Linked DNA regions of Pan troglodytes: all the other regions are linked to region 3. The links are chromatin contacts, called in public Hi-C maps. All regions are on one chromosome and are shown on one strand. Each heading gives the region's core, a stretch centred on a gene start, on an enhancer-like site or on the middle of the called end of the contact. The rest is flanking DNA. Distances are from core to core; before and after follow the strand shown. Region 1 has its middle 170 kb from the start of SOX2. Region 2 has its middle 15 kb from the start of SOX2. Region 3 has its middle 520 kb from the start of SOX2.

Evidence for each region. A called contact is a pair of places that touch in the nucleus more often than the background predicts.
Region 1: a Hi-C map of stem cell-derived neural progenitor cells shows a contact between it and region 3, with 4 times the contacts expected there. The contact joins two enhancer-like sites. A contact is called at or near these places in 2 of 7 Hi-C or Micro-C datasets (induced pluripotent stem cells and stem cell-derived neural progenitor cells).
Region 2: a Hi-C map of stem cell-derived neural progenitor cells shows a contact between it and region 3, with 7 times the contacts expected there. The contact joins two enhancer-like sites. A contact is called at or near these places in 1 of 7 Hi-C or Micro-C datasets (stem cell-derived neural progenitor cells) and 1 of 1 datasets of contacts at active chromatin or transcription factors (stem cell-derived excitatory neurons).

The regions. Positions count from the first base shown.
Region 1 is chr2:185,054,255-185,058,143 of NHGRI_mPanTro3-v2.0_pri, reverse strand. No RefSeq gene overlaps it. Among named protein-coding and RNA genes, the nearest start is that of SOX2, 170 kb to the right of the region's middle. Within about 2 kb of position 1,398, at least 5 of the 24 cell types and tissues checked have an H3K27ac peak or open chromatin away from gene starts, as enhancers often do. A contact at or near this core is called in stem cell-derived neural progenitor cells, where this site is marked.
Region 2 is chr2:184,902,519-184,905,896 of NHGRI_mPanTro3-v2.0_pri, reverse strand. No RefSeq gene overlaps it. Among named protein-coding and RNA genes, the nearest start is that of SOX2, 15 kb to the right of the region's middle. Within about 2 kb of position 2,101, at least 11 of the 24 cell types and tissues checked have an H3K27ac peak or open chromatin away from gene starts, as enhancers often do. A contact at or near this core is called in stem cell-derived neural progenitor cells, where this site is marked.
Region 3 is chr2:185,411,366-185,415,117 of NHGRI_mPanTro3-v2.0_pri, reverse strand. No RefSeq gene overlaps it. Among named protein-coding and RNA genes, the nearest start is that of SOX2, 520 kb to the right of the region's middle. Within about 2 kb of position 1,912, at least 13 of the 24 cell types and tissues checked have an H3K27ac peak or open chromatin away from gene starts, as enhancers often do. A contact at or near this core is called in stem cell-derived neural progenitor cells, where this site is marked.

The DNA.
Region 1 (3,889 bases), core at 149-2,648, 360 kb after region 3:
CCAACTGGTTGCTTTGGCACTAGGTTCTCAAAGCCTCAGTGTTAGAAAAACTATCCATGGGGTTGGTGGGAGGAAGAGAAAGGGAAATCTTTTTTTTTTTTAAGGCAAATTAAGCTCTTCAAAACGCTACTGCCCATTTAAATAACTGGATTTGGACATTTGATTTAACTACACTTGCCCATAAAATACCAATACTCTAGACTACATAAGGAAACAGACTCATTGGAAGTCAATACTGCTTGATATGAAGACAAGGGAGGCTGAGGCAGGAGAATCACTTGAACTCATGAGGCAGAGGTTGCAGTGAGCTGAGATCACGCCACTGCTCTCTAGCCTGGGCAACAAGAGTGAAACTCCGTCTTGCAAAAAAAAAAAAGACAAGGTACCCACAATTTCCATGTATTTGAGGATTCTCAATCAGTAACCTAACAAAAATGAAAAAGAAAACATGGAACAGTGTGATGCCAATTTTAAGCAAAGAAAAAACTGGGCCGGGCGCAGTGGCTCACGCCTGTAATCCCAGCACTTTGGGAGGCCGAGGCAGGCAAATCACGAGGTTAGGAGTTTGAGACCAGCCTGACCAATATGGTGAAACCCTGTCTCTACTAAAAATACAAAAAAAAATTAGCTGGGCATGGTGGTGGGCGCCTGTAGTCCCAGCTACTCTGGAGGCTGAGGCAGGAGAATCACTTGAACCCAGTAGGCGGAGGTTGCAGTGAGCCGAGGTCACACCTCTGCACTCCAGCCTGGGCAAAAGAGCGAGACTCTGTCTCAAAAACAAAAAAACAAGCCGGGCACGGTGGCTCACGCCTGTAATCCCCACACTTTGGGGGGCCGAGGAGGGGTGATCACAAGGTCAGGAGATTGAGACCATCCTGGCTAACACAGTGAAACCCCGTCTCTACTAAAAATACAAAAAATTAGCCAGGCATGGTGGTGGGCGCCTGCAGTCCCAGCTACTCGGGAGACTGAGGCAGGAGAATGGTGTGAACCCGGGAGGCGGAGCTTGCAGTGAGCCAAGATCACGCCACTGCACTCCAGCCTAGGCGACAGAGCGAGACTCTGTCTCAAAAACAAACAAACAAGCAAACAAAACAAAAAAAAAAACAAAAAAACCCAAAAAACAAAAACACTCTATTGTATGTCATTGACACCAAGATGGTTTCATTTATCTGCCTTAAATAGATTATCTATGATCAACAATAGAAAAATTTTAATTTGTTTTAGTATGCAGCTGTTTCTGTATACCACTCATCAGGCTAAAGTCTCAGTGAGTACACCAAAGAAAAGTATACCATTTCAATTAGAAAGGATGGAAAACCTGGCGAGGCCGAACACTGGCTGCTCTCAAGAACATGATGGGAACTAATGAAAGAGCCAGGTTTCTGGCCTTCAACAATTAAGTGATCAGCTGCCTTTGGTTGCCCCTAACAACTTACACAGACAAGGAGATTACCAGGCAAACAGGCTGCAACAATTCAGGATCCAGAGCCAACTGGAGTGCTGAAATGACATATATTTCCAGGACGGTCACTACCTTCTCATATAAAAAAGGATGAAGAGGAATTATTAAAAAATCCAGAACTTGGCAAACAGTTGCTGAAGTGCACTCACTAACATAATGCATCCATAGAAAAACAGGCCAAGAGGACAGCTATGGTTAGAAGGTTCAGGCTTCTCAGCCTCACCAGAGGTCAAGCTGGCTCACAACTAAGGGCCCTGCTTTTCCCTTAAATAATATTTAGTGATGATTTAATTTTTGTTTTGTGTTCTCTTCTGATTAGAAAGATAATGCTCCGGAAACTTAATTCTGAGCTGAGCACAGTGACTCATATCTATAATCTCAGCACTTTGGCAGGCCTAGGTGGCAGGACCACTTGAGGCAAGGAGTATGAGGCCAGCCTGGGCAACAGAGCAAGACCCTATTTCTACAAAAAAAGTCAGAAAGAGAGAGAGAGAAAGAGAGGAGCAAGGAAAGAAGGAAAGAAGTTTGGTTAATTCTGGAAAATATAAAATAATAATAGTAATAATAAAAAAATTAAATCCACAACAGAATATCACCACTCAGAGGTAACATTTTTATGTATATACTCCAAATCTTTTTGCTATGAATGTTTTTATGTAATTTATATAATTGTGATCAAACTGTATACAATCTTTTTTTTTTTTTTTTTTTTTTTGAGACAGAGTCTTGCTCTGTCACCCAGGCTGGAGTGCAGTGGTGCTATCTCAGCTCACTGCAACCTCTGCCTCCTGGGGTCAAGCAATTCTCCTGCCTCAGCCTCCTGAGTAGCTGGGATTACAGGCACCCACCACCACGCCCGGCTAATTTTTGTATTTTTAGTAGAGACGGGATTTCACCACCTTGGCCAGACTGTTTTTGAACTCCTGATCTCGTGATCCACCTGCCTCGGCCTCCCAAAGTGCTGGGATTATAGACATGAACCACCACGCCCAGGCTCCACAATTTTTATAAATTCATTGGCAATGTTGTTTTGTTGTTAACATCTCACTATATAAATAGTAAACTCCTACTTATTTTCTCACTTTTCCAGGATTGGATTCAAATTCCAGGTTGGTTTCAAATTTTCACTATTATGAATACCTTAGAAACAAGTATCTTCAAACATAAATCTTTGTCGAAATTCCATATACATATATATATGGTTTTGTTTGTTTGTTTGTTTGTTTTTTTGAGACAGTCTTGTTCTGGAACCCAGGCTGGAGTGCAGTGGTGTGACCTTGGCTCAGTGCAACCTCTGCCTCCTGGGTTCAACAGAATCATCCTGGATTCTCCTGCCTCAGCCTCCCGAGTAGCTGAGATTACAGGTGGGCACCACCATGCTCTGCTAATTTTTGTATTTTCAGTAGAGACGGGGTTTCACCATGTTGGCTAGGCTGGTCTTGAACTCCTGACCTCAGGTGATCCACCCACCTTGGCTTCCCAAATTGCTGGGATTACAGGTGTGAGCCACCATGCCCAGCTGATTCCTTATTTTTTTTAATAATAGCTTTATTAATTTAATTAGTCATCAAAATAACACTAAGAGGTAAGTACAAATGATGAAATATAGTGGAGAAAAATAATGAATTTGCTCAAGGTCACACAGCCAGTAAGCAAGAAAGCATGGATTTGAACCTGGACTGTACTGTCTCTCTTACAGGGATATTTACTAGTCACAAGAATGTGGGGTTTTTTTTTTAAGAATTTTTGATAATTATTGGTAAACCATTCAATTATCTTCACAAAATAATGCAACAATTTATATTATCTAAAGAACCATCTATCTGAAATGTTATGATCCAAAGGCTCCCATTTCTCAAATATACCAATTTTATGATAGTTAAAACAAAAGGCCAGGCATGGTGGCTCACGCCTGTAATCCCAGAACTTTGGAAGGCTGAGGCGGGCGGATCAGCTGAGGTCAGGAGTTTGAAACCAACCTGACAAACATGGAGAAACCTCATCTCTTCTAAAAATACAAAATCAGCCGGACGTGGTGGCACATACCTGTAATCCCAGCCACTCGGGAGGCTGAGGCAGGAGAATCGCTTGAACCCAGGAGGCGGAGGTTGCAGTGAGCTGAGATCACGCCATTGCACTCCACCCTAGGCAGCAAGTGTGAAACTCCATCTCAAAAAAAATTTTTTTAAATATATGTATTTTTATGCCATGCTAAAGATCTTCAGGCAAATGGTAACAAACTGCATAGTATCTGTATACTCCTCAAGACCTACTTGTAACAACCTGCAGGAGAGGACGAAGCAATCACCACTACTCAAATAAACCTGTGTTTTCACATGGGGAAATGCCATCATGCCCTGTGTGCATGCCATCAATTTATTAGGTTTGTCACCTTAAAATGCTACAATAAAGGACACAGGAAAA
Region 2 (3,378 bases), core at 852-3,351, 510 kb after region 3:
GTGACTTAGAAAGCACCAAGAAAACTTTTGCAATAGGCAAATTCGGCACTTATTATGTGTAACCCTTTGTAGTCTGAAGTGGCAGGAATGGGCCTTTAATCCAACTGCACTTCCACCCCACTCCCTACCCCAGTTTGATAAGCCCTAGCAATTGTTGACATTTATTTTATAAAATCAAAGTGCCGCTTGTTGTATGTTTCAGACAAAAGTTCATTTCCCTCCCCTTATGTAAATACTCTAAGTAAATATTAAAGGTTGAACAGCACTACATTTTCATTTTGGTGACGGGGGTTGGTGTGAAGGTGCTGAGGGGGGTTAAACTCTAGTTTTACTTTGTAAAGCTTTAACCTTTACGTTAACTCCCACTGAGTAGGTATAATTCAGAGAGAACAGAGAAGGCATTAAGACAAGATTAACAATGGCATTAATAATAATAATGCATGTTTACAATAAACACCCCCACACACCTCTATAAACAGGCAAGGAGGTATGAAACTAAAGAAAATGAAATTAATAACATTGTTCTCCTTTTTATAAACACAAAGTATGTATGTAGGTACATACACACACATACATATATACACACATATGTATATGGTTTCTAGGAAGACAGCAAGGGTAACTAACGGTCATTAAGTATTGACTGGCTTGAGTGATGCCTGTTAGCGACTAAAAGTTGACGAGGTCTAAACTAAAATCGAACGTTTTTCTTTTTATTCTTAAAAAAAAAAAAAATACTAGAGCTCTTTAAAAGCCCGGAGGACTTACCCTCAGGGATTATTCAGAGAAAAACTGAGACTGGCCGTTCGTCACAGGCAATTGTAAAGGGTTTCAAAGGGCCGATCAAACGATCGCCAGAGTAATCTACATTCAAGTCCGGATGATGGTGTTACGGCACACACCTGCGGGGTGTTTGCTGTCCGTGCCCCTCGCCGAGCTACAAATCATCATTAAAGCGAGCTGCTTAAGCTTCTTCCCAGCTTCTAGACAAGAGTTACTTGGGACAGTTCACTTTGATATTGCTACAGCTCGCAATTGACAAGCAAGCTATTTTGGAGCTCAAGCCAGAGCCCACATCCTAATGCGCTTCGCGAAAGTAAGCAGGGTGGTTGGGGGCAGGGAGCGGTGAGCAATTGTAAAGGTCTGTCTCTTTCGCCAATTTCCAGAGCAGAATCACCGCAAAAATGTGTAGGAAACCAGGTTAAATCTGCTGAAACCCGCCTTGAGTTTCTAGTGAGGGCCCTCCCAAAACTAATTTACTACAACTTTTAACCGACCCATACTGTGGACATAATCTCACCACCTCAGTTTTCCTCCTTCCTTCTCTTAAGTACCCACAGTCGGGTCAGCACCCAACCTCCATCAGGGTTGGTATCTAGTTTGAAACTTTCACTTTTGGTTCCTTGGTTTGCGATTATTTTCCCCCTTTTTGTGCGGACTGTGCCCTCGCTGCTCTCACTGCCCTCACCTTGAGGGGGAAAATAATCCGGAGTTGGGTAAAAAAGAAAAAGAAAGAGACTTGAGGGTCGGACAGCTGGAGGCGGGGAAAGGCGGGGGTCGATGTGGGTTTCTGTCTGCGTCTGCCTGAGTGCCTGCAAGCCCTCGGCAATCCGCGTGCGACCCACTGGCGGGGGCGGGGTGGGGGAATTAACCGGCTACCGGTGATGCCAAGATCAACACTCGGAGCGAATGTATCAATAGACCAATTTTCTGCTCTTACCGCGAGCTTTTTCGTTTCAATCCAGAGTGGAGGTGTCTGCGCTGCGCAAGACGCAACAGCACAGTGGCGTCAGGCAAAAAAAAAAAAAAAAAAAAAAAAAAAGAGGGCGCTAGATGCGGGAGGCGCAAATATGGAAATTAACTCATTAGGAAGGGGTGTGGTTACCGCGAAGCCCCCTCCTCCATCCCGTCCTTTCTCCCTTGCTGCCACCGTCCCGGCTTGCTAAATATGAGATTACAAACAAACAAATAAAGCAGAAGCTGACTACGCAGTCCCAGATCAAACACGCTCCAGATAATTCGCTTCACTCAGCGCTGCGGCCAGATCTGCAGCTCAGCGCTGGCCCCTGACGCCCGCCGGTGGTTTCAGCGCCCCCTCCACGCCAGCCCCGGCTGCCGCAGCTCTGAAAGGCAGGGCCCGCGGCGGCGTTTCGAAGGCACAGCACGTGGCCCTGACGCCCCGTTTGGTATACGTTTTAAAACATCAGACAAACGCTTCCACCAATATGGTGACCGTCTGAGGGCTTCTGCTGATCTCAGAGGTCCTCTCCTAAATGCTGCCTGAAGAGGATGAGGGTGGTGGTGGTCTCTGGGAGAAAAACAAAAAACAAACAAAACAAACTAGAAAGTAATGTCCCAGAGTCCCTGGCCAAGAGGCTTTTCCCGGGGCGCCGCACTCCGCGAGAGGTATCAGTAGTGGAGGGCTCCGAGAATACGGAGGCTGGGGCCTGGAGGGGGTCTGAGCGTTGAAGTCCCGAGTTGCGATATTATTAACCAAAGACCAGGTTACCAAGATTGAGGGCGAGGAGGTTGGAGAATCTGCAGTGCATAATTATGTGCCGAAATAAAATGTTTCAGTGGGGGGAAAGGGGGTAAAAAGAACACGCAAAACCTCTCAACACCCCCACCCCACCCCGCCCCAGCTGCCCTGCCCCTAGGTCCTCAAAGCCTGCCTCTGTGCAGGGCTGAGGGAAAAAATGGCACTTTTATGGTTTTCCTTCCTGCGTGGCTCGCCTCCCTGTCCCTGCTCCCTGCCTGGCGCTCCCCCAGCTGCGGGCCCCTTGGAGGAAGGCTGCCCAGTCCCCTCGTCTCCCGCTGCCTGCAGGCCACCGAGTCTCAAAGCACGCATTGTCCAGCGGGGGCGGGGAGGCCAGCAGACCCATGGAGAAGAATAACACTGCGCCCAGCTCCTGTTAGGGAAAGTTTCCCAAATGCACTCCTTGTGGTAACATACTACTTTAAAAGATGGGGGGGCGGGGGGGATACGTTTTGAAAATCCGCTGCTTTCTCCAATTCTTCACCCTCTCCCCGTCACTTTTTAGGTCCTGAGAAAGAGAGAGAGTGGACCGGGAAGAAACTGGAAGGTGGCATGGAGGGCCAAAAATGTGAACCTGACTCTAGAGCAGTCAATGTGATGGTTTTTAAATGCAGGTGGGAAGAGTGAAGGGGGGATGTCTTCTCCCACGTCTGGTTGGGAGACAGCTGCATGGCCGGTGCGCTGGGGGTTGCAGGAAGTCTGGGCCACGAGGGCGCGTGTGCAGGCAAAGCATTTTGCACCTCCTGTTTATCTTAGAAACGGGGCGGAGGGGGGTGGGTGGGGAGCGATTGTTCTGCTTCCCGACAGGCAGAAGAAGTTGAATAAAATGGAGAGGCGGGCAC
Region 3 (3,752 bases), core at 663-3,162:
GCCAAGAACTTTCTTATTTTTAAAAATATTATTATACACATACACACATCTCTCAGAAGATATTGAATAAGTACTGTATAAAATATTTCTATGATGAGAGCTACTATTATTAACAAGACAAGCAGGCTCCATTCAATTTAACTTTTTTCTTCTGAGTGGAATGATTGGTAGATAAGACCAAAAAGATGCTTTCAAAAGTCCAGTAATAACCATACTAATACCAGCATCCCATATTTGGATTGTGTTTAAGGAGGCAAAAGGACAGGTAGAAAAGAAAATTCAATTGTTTGCAGGGGAAAAACCTATTGGGATACTCAATACAGAGTTAATGAAATGACTTAAACAACTGTGAAGGATATCTCAAGTATACTAAGAAAAAAAATGTTTAAAACCATCAATAAAGAGTTTACCTGAGTTTCTGTGACTTTTCATTAGTAAATATTAAAAATTAATGCTAGAAAATCAGTGTTCCTCAATGTAATGCAAAGTACAATTGTTATTCTCTTAGCTCTTTCCTTTTCTTTCTCACTCTAATTTGATATAGGCTAGAAATGTAGAAAAAACAGGAACACCTAAAAAGAATCTCCTTAAAATATTTCCAATCTTGCCAATATCAAGTTTCTAAAAATCCTGTGATGGAAACCTGATCATTTCTAGTTCCTTTTCAGGAACTAGATCACTGAACAGATATGTGCTTTTGGATGCTGGCCTAAACTGTTTTGTGCACATTCCTACCACTAATAGCAAATCACCTAGGCTGCAGGATGGTCTTGATTCTAGACCCCTGTTCATACAACAGGGACAGAAAGCATGGGTGAGGACTGGATGATGTTTTACTGTTTCTTTCTGTAGGGGACAAAACAGAGTCACGTCTGAGTTTGGGGAAAAAGAAAAAAGCTTATAACTCTTGTCAATGAATGGATGATCCTCAGAAACTTATAATTATTTTGTGTTAGTTATGTTCACATGACAAGCCGTGCATTTATGTAAGATAAAGTAATAGGCAGAAATAAAATATTTTTGATCCACGATTGTTGACCGAAATGAATGCTTCACTTGTTAAGAACTAGTCACAATTTTTATCATTATTGTCATCAATATGTATGCATAACATAGTCCCTACATCGAAAATAGTAAGTATGTCACATTCCCAACTGGTACCTGGCTCTTATTTATATGCTGTTCTTATAAACAATACCTATAAATGATGAGCTGAGTAATAATGAAAGGAACAGGAAAATAGAGAAATCTGCAGTTGTGTCCTCATTCTTGTCATGGCACATTGAGCCACAGTTTCCTCACCTGTAAATCCAGGGAATTGGGTCACAGAAAATCTCAACTGGTCCTTACTGTTTGCTTCTTACTACATGGTTCTGCGGCCTCTAGGAAGAAGGACCATAACGATAGTTTCTATTTCTATGTCATGGAGAGAAAAAGAAGGTTCCTGTTCACCTGTGTGTGGGGGTGTGTGTGGGTGTACCAGCCTTTCTAAAATGATGCTACTCAAATAGGTCTACATGGTGAATATCTGTACGGTCGCAGCCTTGAAACAAAGGCTCATGATGTGGGGGGAAGGAAATAGAAAAAGAAATCACTGCCCAATATACACTCCCCGAAGAAATCAGAAACCCTTCAATTTATTGCTCTTTGTGCATCTAACAGCTTTTAAAAGTCACAACAGACTTCTTTTTGAACGTTTCTAGCAGATCTCGCTGTTCCTGTTGTTGCATGTACCGAGTTTAAATTCTCAGCACAGATGAACACAGCCCAGCGGAAGTTCTAATCCTCAAAAAGTAGACAAATAACAGGGAAACTCCAACGGCCCCTTAATACAGCTGAACTCTCAGGCCTCCCCGGGATGCGGGATTCTGAGCAGTGCCGGAGTTGGGGTTGCTATTTTGTTTGTCCCCATGAGCCCCACCTCGGCGTGCCGATGCACTGATGTAAGAATTCCAAATGAGCTTGCTCAGAAGGGCCCAGATTAGCTGGGTTGCTAGGATCTGGCCATTCCAACCCCCTTTTCCACTTCAGTGGACTGAGCTTTTGACACTATGAAAAGCACCATTTAAAATTAATTAAAGCTTCTTATTTGGTACCAAATCTCATCACTGCTGACTACATTTAATATGTTTTATGTGTGGCTTTAAGTCCCTGTCGCATCATGTGTTGTATGATCCTGCAATGAAGCAGCTGCAAGTTAGAAAACACAGAAGCAACCTGAATTTAGCTCTTGGGTATTTTATCTGGTGTGTGTGTGTGTGTGTGTGTGTGTGTTAAACTGCAGAGCTAGTCTTCTAGTCTCCTGGGTCATGCAAATTTTGTTAAATGATAGAATGACATTCTATCTGGAATTGAAGGCAAGAGACCTGAGTTCTAGGCCTGCTCAGTCACCAATTTGTTATTAGGGTGATGAGAAAGACATAGTTCCTTTTTAAAACTTCAATTTTCTCATATGTACAAGAAAGAGGCTGGACTGCAGTCTCAGAGGTTGCTTTCAGCTTGACTATTTTAGGATTCAGAGTACAGAAGGCAAAGTTGTGTTGTAGATTAGTCCAACAGGTTTTGGGGTAAAAGAGATCTGGGTTTAAATCTCAGCTTAACAACTGACTCTGTAGCACTGAGCAAGTGATGATCTCTCTAAGCCTTGTTTTCACCATCTGTAGAGTGGGGTCAATAATAGTACTCTCTCATAGAGACTGTTGTGAAGTATAATGAGATAATGCATGCCAGTGCTTAGAACAGTGCTTTGTGCATAGTAAGCCCTCAATAAATGGGAACTGGTATCATTATAACAACAGATTACTTATTACCATTGCATTTAGACTCAATATCATTATTGAACAGTCCTGTGGGTTCTCAACTCCTAAACACTTGCTATAAGCAATGTCTTCAAATTAAGGATATTTTATCACTTACATAGGCCACAAATTATTTTTCCAGTCTATTAGTGACAAATGACTTATTAATAACCCTCTCCAAAAGCCAGAGACCCACTTGTCCATCTCATTATTGTTCTTTCAAAAGACTAATTGTGTCAGTTATGTTAAATGATAATAGTAATAATAATAAACACTCATTGAGGTAGAAGGAAGTCTTGTAGGCAGACAAAAAGGAAGTAAAATTACCAAAACCATGAAAAAATTTTCTTGGTATCCTGCTTGACTAAACCCAGTCTGAGGTTTTATCTGCCTCTAGGAGCTGTGATTTTTTAATGGTGCCTTTTATTTATTTATATATATATTTATTTATTTATTTTTAGTGTGCTATGAAAATGTTTGTTCTAGTTTTGTTTTCCATGAATTTTTTTAAATTTTACTTTAAGTTTACCTATGTATGGTGCCATTTTTAACAGCAGTCTGCAAAACTGCAACAGCAGTTTGCATGTTGCGTGTCTATTTGGACTAGAGAATTTTCCCCCAGTCCTGTTTGCATTTTGGTTTTAACAGGAGGGAAAAAATAAAGTCTGAGAAGGAATGATTATCCTGAATTGCATTTTAGGAGAATTTTGTCTATGTGGGAATCAAATTATTTGGTCTTATTGGTGAATCAAATAAGTATATGCTTGTATATAACCAATCTTCATATACAAGTAATCCAGGACTTGGATGTTTCTGGAAGACTTAACAAAACATGCTGTATTTGCTGGCCATGAAAAAACTTTGAACATTGAACAACAAATAGGGTGTTTCTTAAAACACTATTGTATCCTTGTATTTTTATATTTTTATCCTGCTCACACTCTGAAAAAAGAG